2 separate regions of the Sus scrofa genome follow, and region 1 is linked to region 2. The links are chromatin contacts, called in public Hi-C maps. All regions are on one chromosome and are shown on one strand. Each heading gives the region's core, a stretch centred on a gene start, on an enhancer-like site or on the middle of the called end of the contact. The rest is flanking DNA. Distances are from core to core; before and after follow the strand shown. Region 1 holds the start of ZNF3 (zinc finger protein 3). Region 2 holds the start of ZKSCAN5 (zinc finger protein with KRAB and SCAN domains 5).

Evidence for each region. Hi-C and Micro-C count contacts between places; a contact is called where the count stands out from the background.
Region 1: a contact with region 2 is called in a Hi-C map of embryonic fibroblasts, with 2.1 times the contacts expected there. The contact joins the promoter of ZNF3 here to the promoter of ZKSCAN5 in region 2. A contact is called at or near these places in 1 of 5 promoter capture datasets (fetal liver) and 1 of 47 Hi-C or Micro-C datasets (embryonic fibroblasts).

What each region holds. Positions count from the first base shown.
Region 1 is chr3:7,979,409-7,985,693 of Sscrofa11.1, reverse strand. ZNF3 (zinc finger protein 3) reads left to right here and starts at 3,001. Exons shown (of 6, transcript XM_021086192.1): 1 at 3,001-3,138; 2 at 4,356-4,483. It overlaps LOC110259870 (a long non-coding RNA gene), which reads right to left and starts at 2,853. Exons shown (of 4, transcript XR_002342273.1): 1 at 2,368-2,853.
Region 2 is chr3:6,437,667-6,444,087 of Sscrofa11.1, reverse strand. It overlaps ZKSCAN5 (zinc finger protein with KRAB and SCAN domains 5), which reads right to left and starts at 1,773. Exons shown (of 5, transcript XM_013995381.2): 1 at 1,638-1,773. LOC106509641 (a long non-coding RNA gene) reads right to left here. Exons shown (of 2, transcript XR_001307332.2): 2 at 4,220-4,562.

The sequences.
Region 1 (6,285 bases), core at 1,752-4,251, 1.5 Mb before region 2:
TTCTCCAGGTGGGGAAGGCGACAGAGAAAGAGGGTGCGCTGGCCACAGGGACATTGCCCAGGAGAGCAGTTTTAAAGGTGAACAGATGTGGGACTGAATCTCCCAGAACTGGCTGTCTCCACACTCTTTGGGAAGATGTGTGTGTTCTCCCTCTTACAACACCCCAAACCTCAACCCTCCCTTGCCCTGGGCTCCTCACATCCTTGTTTGCAGGCTGCAGTCTGAAAGAAGACCCACCTAAGGCCACCTCCCTTCTGCTGATCTTTGATAAGGCTTACCATTTTAGAAATAAAATTAATATTTCTACTGCTTCATCCAGGATATTCTTTTTGTTTGTTTTTGGCTGTGTTTGTGGCACATGGAAGTTCCCCGGCTAGGGATCAAACCTACGCCACAACAGTGACCCAAGCCACTGCAGTGACAAGGCCGGATACTTAACCCGCTCAGCCACATGGGAATTCCAAGGACATTCTTGTATTTTTTTTTTTTTTAGGGCCACACCCACAGCATACAGAGGTTCCCAGGCTAGGGGTGTTAGTCAGAGTGGAAGCAAATCCAACTAGGAACCATGAGGTTGCAGGTTCAATCCCTGGCCTCCATCAGTGGGTCGAGGATCTGGTGTAGCTGTGAGCTGTGGTGTGGGCCAGCAGCTGAAGCTCTGATTCGACCCCTAGCCTGGGAACTTCTATATGCCTCAGATGTGGCCCTAAAACAAAACAAAAGAAACCCAAATCTGAAGCAAAAAGAAATAAAAATACAAAGTCTTCAGGAATCAAAAAAATCCTCCTATAAAGAAATTCTAGGAGTTCCTGTTGTGGCTCAGTGGTTAACGAATCCGACTAGGAACCATGAGGTTTCAGGTTTGATCCCTGGCCTTGCTCAGTGGGTTAAGGACCCGGCGTTGCCGTGAGCTGTGGTGTAGGCTGCAGACGCAGCTCGGATCTGACGTTGCTGTGGCTGTGGTGTACCAGCCTGGGAACCTCCATATGCTGCAGGTGTGGCCCTAAAAAGACAAAAAGCAAAACAAAACAAAAACAAAAGAAATTCTAGGCTCAAATAGCTTCAGAGATGAATTCTTGTGGAATTCTCTGGAAAAATAGATACAACTTTTTTCTAATCTAGTTGAAAAGCCACAGGTGCATGTCACTTTAGGACAAACTGACTCATCAGTTTTGCATCTGGGCATCCACTTCTTACTGGTCATTTCATTGATCCTGGCCATGGGACACGACAAAGGCAGGGCTAGTGGGGACCCCCAGGTTCCAGCTGGGTTAGGAGCCTTCTACTCAGAGCCAATGGAATCTGAGAGGCTGTGCCTACGAAGGCTTACTTTTTTTTTTTTTTTAAACTTTATTTTGTTCTTTCTTTCAGATAAAAGCTATATGGAAATTCAAATGTTTTCTTCCCCATGGTAGAGTGCTGTCTTGGGCAGCCCCTGGGTGACTCATGGCACGAGGAGGCCATGGACTCAGATGAATAATCATTAACGGCACAGCTTTTGAGAACTGGCTGGGAATTAACCAGGCAGCTGGGTTCTGGGGCAAACACTAATGGTAAACTGCAAACTGACTTCTCAGCCCCAGGGTATTAGAGCTGATTGCATTGATGGCCTGTTTTCTGAGGACTGTCATTAGGTGAACATTTACCAAACACACAAACCCACTCTGAGGAGCCTCACTCTGCTTCCACCCTTCCCTCCTCTCCTGCCACTGCCTCCTCCTTCATCTCTGTTCTTGTCCTGGAGGGACAAGTGGGATTATAAGGAATTGAGAAGAGAAAAAGGAAAAATGCCTTCCTGGGGGGGAGTGGAGTTTGCTGAGCGGCTTGGCCATTCCAAGCATTTGCTCAAATTCTCGCTGGGGTCCAGAAGGACTGGAAATGGGTCACACACCCACACCTCTTGGGCCACCCTCCAGTTTTGTTACCTGTTAATTGTTCTCTCATGCCTCAGGGCCTTTGCACTGGTTGCTGACTCTGCAGAGAACACTCCATCTTCCCGACTGGCCTGCATCGCTACTGGAAAGTCTTGTCACCTCCTGACAGGGCCCTGCTCTTTGTCACCTTTTCCCCAGCACATATTTCCTGTCCTTAGACTGAAGTCACTGGAGAGTAAGGCCTGTTGCACTGCAAAACTGAATGGATGCACTATAAATACTGGAAGCAGAAAAACTGCGATCAAATGCGAGGCAGGGCCATAAGGGGAATCAGATCACAAAACTTCCTTTTGTATATAATCTGAAGGATGTTTCTGACACTTCAAGGATTCCTCTTGTGAGGGCATAAAAGTGAGTGAACCAAGAAGCTTGCTTTTCATTTCCTCAAGCATCTCACCTATTTCATACTTTCTCCACATTGATGGGGCCTCACCTGTTTTCTTCGGATCCGGATGGATCTAGATGGATAACTTCCCCACATCTTTTCTGCTCCCAGCAGGTTTTGTCCTCACATGCATTCTCTGCTGCGCCAGAACGTTCTCTTCACATTTTGGTAATTTGGAGTTTAAGGATCTGGCATTGTCATTGCCGAGGCTTGGGTGCAGCGGACCCAGCAAAACATAGCAAAAAAAAAAAAAGATTTTGGTAATTTAAAGGAGGCATTTTACATGAAACAAACACAAAACCTGATTTGTTTGGAAACTTCAGATGAAGATACATTTTCTCCATTGAATCCTTCAAGCGTCCGTCTGTAGGCGACCTTAGGGCTTAAAACTCCACTTCGTGGAAGCGCAGCAGCGACCCTCTACCCCAGACACCGCGCCTTCTGCTCCCCCGCCTGCCGCGCTCGAGCATGCGCCGTGAGGACCAGGTGCGCGGCGCCCCGCCACGCCCGGCCAGCAGGGGGCGCTGCGGGCGGGGGCAGCAGGCGCGGAGCATGGCATCCGCGCTGGGGCCGGAGCCCAGTCAGCAAACCACAGAGAGACGCAGACCTCCCATTTTCCTAGAGAGAACAAGTGGACGTGGGGGACCCGGAGCGTTGTGTGTATGTGTGTGTGTAGCGGGGGGTGACTCGGACTGACCCGGAAGCGAAACGCAGGGAACTTCCGTTCTTTGTTCTGTCCCCGGTGTGTGGCTCTGTGACAGGGTCCAGCGGGGCCTGGTCGGTGTCCAGCCCCCCAAATCTCCCGTCCCTGCCCCCAGGGTGAGTCCGGCCGCCCCTGGGGCTCGCGGTGGGACGGAAGCAGAGGTCGCCGGGAAAGGGGTGGTGTCTGTGCCGCTGCGGCCCGCGGGGTCCCCAGGCCCGCCCGGAGCAGGGTGCGGGGAGGCGCCAGTCAGGACTCGCTTCCCCAGGGACCCCGCCCCCCAGCGCGCCCTGCATCGGGGAGGAAAGGAGCAGCTGTTGTGGTTCTGTGAGTTGCACAGCGCCCAGCTCGAGCCCTTAAAAAGTTCCAGTATGGCCGGAGAGGCGTCCCGCGCCTTCAGACAGCTCGTGACAGCGACCCTAACTTGGTAGTTCTCCGAGACGTTTTTATTTGATGTTAACAGTTCTCCGCGCCCGCGGCCGGAGGGAGGGTCTGTTTTTACTCCGGCTGGATCTGAAGATCAAAGAACGAGGAGTTCTACGAAGAGTGCGCAGTTAGAACTGCTCAGATTCCGGAATAATCTCCCAGGCGCACAGTCAGTCGAGTCTCTTTCGGGGAGTGGTACCACTGTGTCCCATTTTTCAGTTGTATTAGATCCCCTATTTGATTCGCTTTTCAAAGTGGGATCGAACACAGCCCGTTGTTTAAGTTCTGAAGGGTATGTGTAAACTCCAGGAGTGGATAAAGCACGATGATGAGCCTGCAATCTGTGGGATAATTATTGGCACTAAAGGTGCTTTTCTCGGAGAAGTGAAATTCGTGGGGTGCAGGCATCACTTGATTTCAAGTGTTTGGTGGAGAGTGGTATGGAAGGAGAAGATTCTATCACTAAAGCTTCGTAGGGCATGAGGCCTCTGAAGAGTTGAAGATCCAGGGGACAGATTTTTAGCTTGACATCTCAAGACCTCTCCAGTGGCGAACCTGTGCAGCAGTGGAACAGACTCCCCGCTGAAGTAGCCATGTGTGTCCAGCAAGTTAGCTGACAGAACGTTAGGAACTTCGGAAGATGTTTCTTGCACTGGGTGGGAGGTTGACCTAGAGAACCCTGACTTCTGTTTCAGCTCTAAAGCCACAACACAAATGCCAGTCGTGGTCTTTTTCTTTTTTTCTTTGACTGTACTCGCTGTATACAAAGGTTCCCAGGCCCGGGATCAAACCCCCTGCCACAGATGTAACCAGACCCACAGCAGTGACAACACCAGATCCTTAACCCACTGCACCATGAGGGAACTCTGACATAAACATTTAAAATTCCTTTTTCTTTTTTTCCCCTTAGTCATACAGCACTGGCATCAATTAAGTCACAGTTCCCAGGGACTTGAACAGAGGCTGCCAAGGTCCCAGTAATTGCCACTCTGGCCTTCCAGAGACTAATTCCAAAGAAGGAAGGAACAGATCCAGCAGGTAAAGCTTTCCATGATTTGTCACTGCCAGGTCACCTTTTCTAGTCCTCAGGAAGTCTCCCAGGAGTGGGGCTGGCAGTGGCACAGGGGAAGGGCCCTGCTTGGACTTGATGCTGTGGGGGCACAGTGGAGGTTTTTCTTTCTGGGAGAAACATTGTTTACTGATCCAGGCACTGGGGACTTGTTCTCAACAATATGCCTTTGCGTTCCAGCTTCGGCTTACCCAGCTGGGAGGAGGGAGCACTGCTTTTTTCTCTGAAGTCAGAGCCTCTGACTTTCCTTTCTATGGAGAGGTTGGACGGAGAGCTGATTTGTTGGGGGTTTCTGCTTATAAACAGCCCTGAAGATGGTAAACTTGGTTGATAGGAAGGAAAAGACGGCTGGCTCTGAGAAAGCGCTGAAGGCCCCCAGCCAAGAGAGTGATGGAGGCAAGAAGGTGTCACTGTGATTGTCGGTGGCCTGGCTCTTGCCTGATTCATTGCTTTTCTGAGTTCTCTGAGCTCTGAGTGACTCTTGGGGCCCCTCCCCTTCTTATGCCTTATGTGAATGCAAGCATCTTTAGTGGTGGAGCAAATGGCTTTTGCATTGCTGATTTTTTTTACTTCTTCCAGTAGTGCCTTGCAGTGTAATTGGCATTCAATAAATGTTACATGAGCAGATGAATAAAGAGAAAGGGGTAGACAAAATCCAGGGGTTGCCTTTGTGTTCTTGTCAAAGTGGAAGGATGCTCTGGTGGCTGCTGCACCTGTTCTCTATCTGCTGATTCTTGCCACAGCATTAAGCTGTGAAACACAACCTGGTGCTTGAGATCGCAACCTTATTCTAGGTACTAATGTTATGTCTTACCAGGGCCACAGAAAATAGACCCCCTTTGATTGTCGTAGCAACTGGGGAGCGGGGAACCTTAATAGGGATAAAAACAGAGAAATAAACAATCTCATGTTTTTAAAAAAGCATTTGCTCTTGCTTCAGTGCCTTCATTCTGATCCAGGGAAGTCTGTTCTGAGAGAAGGGAGATAACGAGAAGGCTGCAGAGAGGAAACACAGCAACTGGGACTAGTCTCTTAGAGCCTGATAAACATACACACTCACACCCTGTAGTGAGACTACACAGGACCACAAAAAGGGCCCAGATTCCTCAGTAATACCCCACCTTTGATGGAGACTAGAAGCAGAAAACTATCTTAGGAAGAATTTATTTTAATTCAATAGATCTGAGCTATTTGCTCTAGTTCTGTGAGATAGGTATGGTTTTCCCAAGTTGGTTTTTTTTTTTTTTTTTTTTTTTTTAATCTTTTTAAGGCTGTGCCTGTGGCATATGGAGGTTCCCAGGCTAGGGGTCTAATCGGAGCCACAGCAACACCAGATCTGAGCCTCGTCTGTGACCTACACCACAGCCCACGGCAACGCTGGATCCTTAACCCACTGAGCAAGACCAGGGATCGAACCTGAGTCCTCATGTATCCTGGTCAGATTCATTTCTGCTGCCCCGCTACTGGAACTCCTCCCAAGTTTTTTGAAATGAGACAGACAGGAGCTTTCTGGTGGCTCAGTGGGTTAAGGATCCAACATTGTCACAGTTATGGCTTGGGTCCTACTGTGGTGCAGGTTGGACCCCTAGACTGGGAGTTACTGGGGAGGCCAAAATAAATGAATGAATGAATAAATAAATAAAATGAGACAGAGAACTTATGGAAACCTTCTCTGATAGCTGTTATGTGGGTGCTATTTCATGGCCTCTTTTTCTCTAAGATTGCCCCTACGTTTCATTTTTTCTTTTTTAGGGCTGCACCTGCGGCATGT
Region 2 (6,421 bases), core at 524-3,023:
TGGTGTAGGCCGACAGCTGCAGCTCTGATTTGACCCATAGCCTGGGAACCTGCATATGCTGAGGGTGTGACCCTAAAAAGACAAAAAAAAAAAAAAAATGTGGGCTATAGGGAGTTCCCCTTGTGATTCAACAGGAACAAACCCAACTAGTATCCATAAGGATGCAGGTTCAATCCCTGGCCTTGGCCGGGGGTTAAGGATCTGGTGTTGCCCTGAGCTGACGTGTAGGTCCAAGATGCTCAGATTCTGCGTGGTTGTGGTGTAGGCCGACAGCTGCAGCCCCGATTGGACCCATAGCCTGGGAACCTCCATATGCTGAGGGTGTGGACCTAAAAAAAAAAAAAAAAAGTGTACTACAAAACAGCCATCCCTCCACCCACAAAATAATGACCAACACTGAAAAAGTGTAAAGGAGGTAGTTCTCTTCTGGCTCAGAGGATTAAGGACCTGGTGTCACTACAGAGGCTGGGGCAGCTGTGGTGGCTGGAGTTCTATCCCCGGCTCATTAATTTCCACATGGCCCAGGTGCGGACAAAATAAATTAAGAAAAAGGGTAAAGGACAGCAATAAAAATTTGACATCGAGCCTAATCAAATACAATTTTAGTGCTTAAGAGCATTAAATCTCATATAAAAAAAACAGGACAAAACTTACTAACTAGTCCAGACGCAGCCGCTCCTTCTCTACCACAAGCCAACTTAAGTCAGAACAGAGGTCAAAAACAGTACAACGGTCAAAACTGGCCCTGTCCTTCTCAAGCCACAAGAGCTTGACAGGCCAACGGGAGACTTCATGGGTCCCGAAGAGAACCAGGGTTTTAAGTACCGATTTTGCACCTGGATTCCTCACAATCGCCCCTGACCCCGAGCCACGGAAACCGGCCCGGTCAAGGTTAGGGACAGGACCATGGTCTGGACACAGAGGCCTGTCCTCAAGGCCCCAGTCCCGGGGAGCTCTGCTGGAAGACCAGGCTCCTGCGGCCAAGGCTGGGAAGACGGGTTTCTTCTCACAAACGAAGAGAAAGCCGAACCCGACACTTCCCAACACTTCCTCGCCGGAAGTAAGCAAGTCCAAGCTGTCCCTGACCAACGGTGTAGAGCCATAAACCCCACCCCCGAGAGTACTTCCGAGTCCTCTCTAGGAATCCCGGAGGCCCTCTCCTCGCAGCGGGCGGGAAGTGCTCGCCCCAGGCTCCGCCCTAACCCCGCCCCCGAGGGGCTGTGGCCAATCAGCGGGGAGATAGGGCGCCGGCCCAGGATGCCCGTCCAACCTCCAGAAACACAGCCGTTCCCCGCCCACCGATCCGCAGGTCCAGCGTTGCTAGGGCCGGAGAGAAAACCGACCCGCCTTCGTCCTCACTCAACCCCAAACCATTTAAACGGCCCGAGCCCGCCCCTTTATTGGATTGGGGGCAGAGGACGGGGCCTTAGATGTCCCGAGGGCTTGCTAAGGCAACAGTTGCCACTGTCTGGTTGGCCGTGGGACTTGCGCTCCTTCAGCCCCACGCTCTGAGCCCCAGTTCCAAGTAGGTCTGTAGCTCTCGGCGAGCCCGCACCCTTACTTCTCTTTAATGGACCGTTTGGTTTCTTCATCTGAAACCTCGCCACTCCCCGCACCCTGCCTCCAGACACACCCACCTCTTTACCACAGCCGTCAGCTCAGGTGCTGAAACCTCCGACGTCAGACCCGCGAGCCCCTGGAGCCAGCGGCCCCAGGGACTACACTCCCAGAAAGCGCCGCGCGGGCCACGTCCTTCAGCCAATAGGGCCACGGCTCTCTTCGCAGCCTCGGTCTCGCGAGCCTATCAAAATGTGAGATTGGGAGGCGTTTCTTCCGCGCCTGCATTGGAAGGCTGAGTGCGTCGGCATAGGGTCTACTACGGGCTGCGGAGGGTGGGGGCGGAAGTACCGCATCCTTTCAAAGAAGAGCCGTCTATTCAGGGCTTCTCTGGGATCCAAGGGGGTCCCATCTTTAATAAGCCCTCGTTTTGTTATCCGTTTACAAAGCTGTTCGACAGGCAGAACGAGAGTCACCGTATTACGAGTCTCGAAGATGAATGAGGCCAACCGACACTGAATCAGAAGGCATACATCCTTGGATACTCCAGGACAGTTTTGTTTGTTTTAATGTCTATTGTGAATTTTCACTCAAATCAGGAATGGGGTTTTGAGAACGCCTTGCTAGCGCCATGGTCCAGCTTATGGGAATGAAGAACTGCAGAAAGTCACCTATCTCCGCTGGAGACGCTTAAATTGACACTGCGGTATGTTTGGTCAATGTAGTATTTGTATGCTTTCACTTTTGACATTTAAAATTGTTAAAAGTTCAGACAAAACAAACACCAGAAGTAAAAGCAATACATCAATGAAGTAATAATTAGTAAAAGTTTATTGTGCACACGTCAAAAAGCTTACAAACCGGTAGCATTCAAACATGGAAAGAAACTTTATGTTATAAAGCATCTTCTATCGTGTGGAGACGGTGACTGTTTATTCTTCACAGTGATTGGTTACAGTATTAAGAATTTTTTTTAGAGGGAATTGGTTAGTAGTTACTTCATATCGAGTTGGGGGAACAATGTAAGTCTTGCTGAGGATTTTCAGAGGCATAAGCAAGAAATACCCAGGTCAGTTAGCCTGGCTTGTCTTGCAAAATGAGCTAAATGAAACTTTGCTCTTATGACTAAACTGGTTTTGTCTGCTCAAGAAATTTTCAAGTCTGGTCTACCTTTGTTTTTTATTTTAACAGAACATTGCATAGTGTCACTTTTAAAAAGTGGATCTTTGATCCATTAATAAGTATCTTGGTGTACGAGAGGAAGTATAAATCTAACTTTCTCTTTTCCTGAATCATTAGTCGGTTGTCTCAACATTTACAAGAAATTCTATCTTTATTCCTCATTGATTTGTGATGCTGCCTTTATCACAAGTTAATTTTGCATGTGTTTTGAGATTTGTTTCTAAATTTTCTATACTGTTCCATTCGTCTGTTTGTCTACACGTGGGATAATATCATGTTGTGTTCATTTACTGAGGTTAATCATTGGTTTTAATATCTCTAAGAGTGAGTGCCCCCCAATTTTGTTTCCTTTTCAGAGTATCCTAGTTCCTTTGATATTCTCCAATTAAGATTCAGTTTTTCTGGTTCGGGAAGAATTCTGTATTAAAATCATTCGTGATTTATACTGACTTAGAGAGAACTGACATCTGTACAAAGGTGATTTTCCTATCCGGGAAAATGGTATGTCTTTCCCTTGTGGAAAAAGCCCTACTTTTGGATCCTTAAAGTTTTCTTCATATAGGAATTGATAAAAGAAGATGCGATGTGTGTAAATATGAATGAATGATAATGGAATATTACTCAGCTATAAAAAGAATGATATCTTGCCATTTGTGACAACATGGATGGATCTAGAGGGCATTATGCTAAGTGAAATGTCAGACAGAGGAAGACAAATACCATACAATTTCACTTATATGTGGAATCTAAAAGCAGGAAGGTTCCCTGGTGGCACAGTGGGTTAAGGACCCCGGCATTGCCATAATCATGGCACAGGTCGCAACTGCAATGCAGGTTCGATCCTGGCCCAGGAACTTCTACATGCTGCAGGCGCAGCCAACCCACATACCTCCCCCCAAAACAAATAAACATAACAAAACAGAAACAGACTCATACATACAGAGAACAAATAAGTGGTTGCCAGAGGGGAGGGGAGTGAGGGAATGAAAAGTTTAAAAAATTGTAACCCATGTGAGGCAATGAATCCTATTTAACTTGATTGTGATCTTATCACAGTGTAGATTTATATGAAATGCATTGTACACCTTAAATATATACATATTTGTCAAGTATACCTCCAAGATGAAAAAAAATTTTAATAAAGTTTTCTTCCTATAGGTGTGTTACCTATCGTGTGTTTATTCCCAAGTATTCTGTTATATTGCAAATCGAGTTGGTCTGGGTTTTTTTTGTTTTTGTTTTTGTTTTGTCTTTTTGCTATTTCTTTGGGCTGCTCCCGCAGCATATGGAGGTTCCCAGGCTAGGGGTCCAATCGGAGCTGTAGCCACCGGCCTACGCCAGAGCCACAGCAACGCAGGATCCGAGCCGCGTCTGCAACCTACACCACAGCTCACGGCAACGCCGGATCGTTAACCCACTGAGCAAGGGCAGGGATCGAACCCGCAACCTCATGGTTCCTAGTCAGATTCGTTAACCACTGTGCCACGACGGGAACTCCCTTTCTTTTTTTTTTTTTTTTTGGTCTGGTTTTTAAAGAGTATTATCTGGTAGCTTGTGTTGTATAACAAATGATCCCCAATCTTTAGTGACCTAAAAAAGAAACCATTTATTTATCGAGGGGCTCTGTGGGCTGGCAGTTTGGCCTGGGCTCATGCGGATGGCTCTTTGCCTCTTCTGCCTCTGGTCCCTGCCAGTGAGGTAGGCAGTTGGTCATCAGCAGCTCCAGGGACTACATCTCCCAAGAAGCCTCGCGCCAATCATGCTCTCTAGCCAACGGGGACTTTGTGGCCATTTTTGCATTATACCACAATGAAACATACCATCTGAAAAGGAGAGAAAAGGGTGATGGTCAAGGCAGTGCTGGGAATGGACTTTTCACATAACCATCAGCCCACATGCACAGTAAAAGGGTCGGCAAAGTGCTGCTCTAGGCACTTTGTATTTTCTCCTTATCTTAAACCCGACCCTAAGAGAGCTGAATACTTGAACTGCATTCTTTTCTTCCTTAGCCGAATCAGGCTGTTTGAATTTTGATAGTTGTGAACTCTGTTTTCCAGTATGCAAGAGTTTACAGTAGGCAGTTTTTTTGTAATCCCATCTTTTCCCTGATTCCATCTTGTTTATCCCTGCCCTATTTTTGTTTTCTCACTTAATTTTTTTTTTAAGGATGAAGCAGCTAGCATTCTTCAATGCATTTCTGTGAACAAAGCACCATAAAAAGCATTGGGAACACAGAAATGTATCATTCAGTGATATCAGTGGGAGCAGATAAAAGCACTTAATATTCTGCAGATGAAGGCAAAAGTTACAGGAGAAAGGGAAATAAGAGCTAAGCGAATCACTATATCATGATCAGAGTCCATAGTCATACAACCCAGAAACAGGAATTGATGGAGCCGGACTGCTAATCAGATGGTAAGTTGAGAGAACATGCATCTCCTCTCACCGGGAGGAGATAAAAAAATGCTTGTGCTACCCTCATAGTACTTAATAGTCTCTTCTGTATTCTGTAATTACTTATATAGGTGGATATTTACTGGAGCTAGATTTGCCTGTACTGTAAACGGTTCTCTTAATTGTGAATTTGCATTCTGCCCTAATTCCCTTGCCATCCTTGGCCACCTGATCCTAGTCAAAGTGCAGTGCCAGGAAAAGAACTTTCAACTCCCTGCCAGATTGTGATAGTGTTCCCACAAAGATGAATAAGTACACTTTGTGCAAAGCTTCTGACCTCCAAGGACTTTCCAACCACATGGGGAGATCAGATGTAAATATGGGTCAAGTTATGTCGTCACATTGTTACATCTTGCTCCAAAATTTGTAGAATGACATATATGGGCTTTGAGAGTTGTGAATTTTTTTTCTTGGTAAGATGATTTGATGTAAAAACCAATCCACAAATATCTGCTTTTGCCTGTTTCATGTCCTGTTAATGTCTAGACAAAACAGATTACAACAGGCTAGTACAACCACTTAGCTACTAGATCCTAAAGTAGGGATTGACTACCTGTGCTTTTGCACAAAGTTTGGATAAATCATGAGTTTACAATTTAAACTTTAGGCTATAGATATGTCCTATGGAATATCGACCCTGCTTGGAAATTTGCATTCATAAATCGGGACATTTGTATATTCACTTAAATAAAGTACAAACCTTTATTCCCAGATAATGTGTTAAAGAATGACATTCACTTTTTTTTTGTTTTTTTTTTTGCTTTTTAGGGCCCCACCTACAGCATATGGAAGTTTCCAGGCTGGGGTCTAACTGGAGCCACAGAAACGCCAAATCCAAGCTTCATCTGCGACCTACACCACAGCTCAGGGCAACGCGGGATCCTTAACCCACTGAGCAAGGCCAGGGATTGAACGCGCAACCTCATGGTTCCTGGTTGGATTCGTTTCCCCTGCGCCACGAGGGGAACCCCCGAATGGCATTCACTTTTAAAGGAAGACTATCCTTTAGTTCTGTAACCTGAAGGACTATATAAGCTCCACACTGCTAGGTAAGCCTGTAGAGTACCTGGGCAAGGGGTGAGATCAGCAAACTACCGAGATGTGCCTCACTCCTCCCGGAGGCCTAGAGAGGCCCCGGAAATGCCCGGGAGGGTGGGCCCCCGGAGGGAATCTGGTGACGCATTTCCGGTACAAGCCGGTAGTTTTTTTGTTACCGGATGTAGTGGCT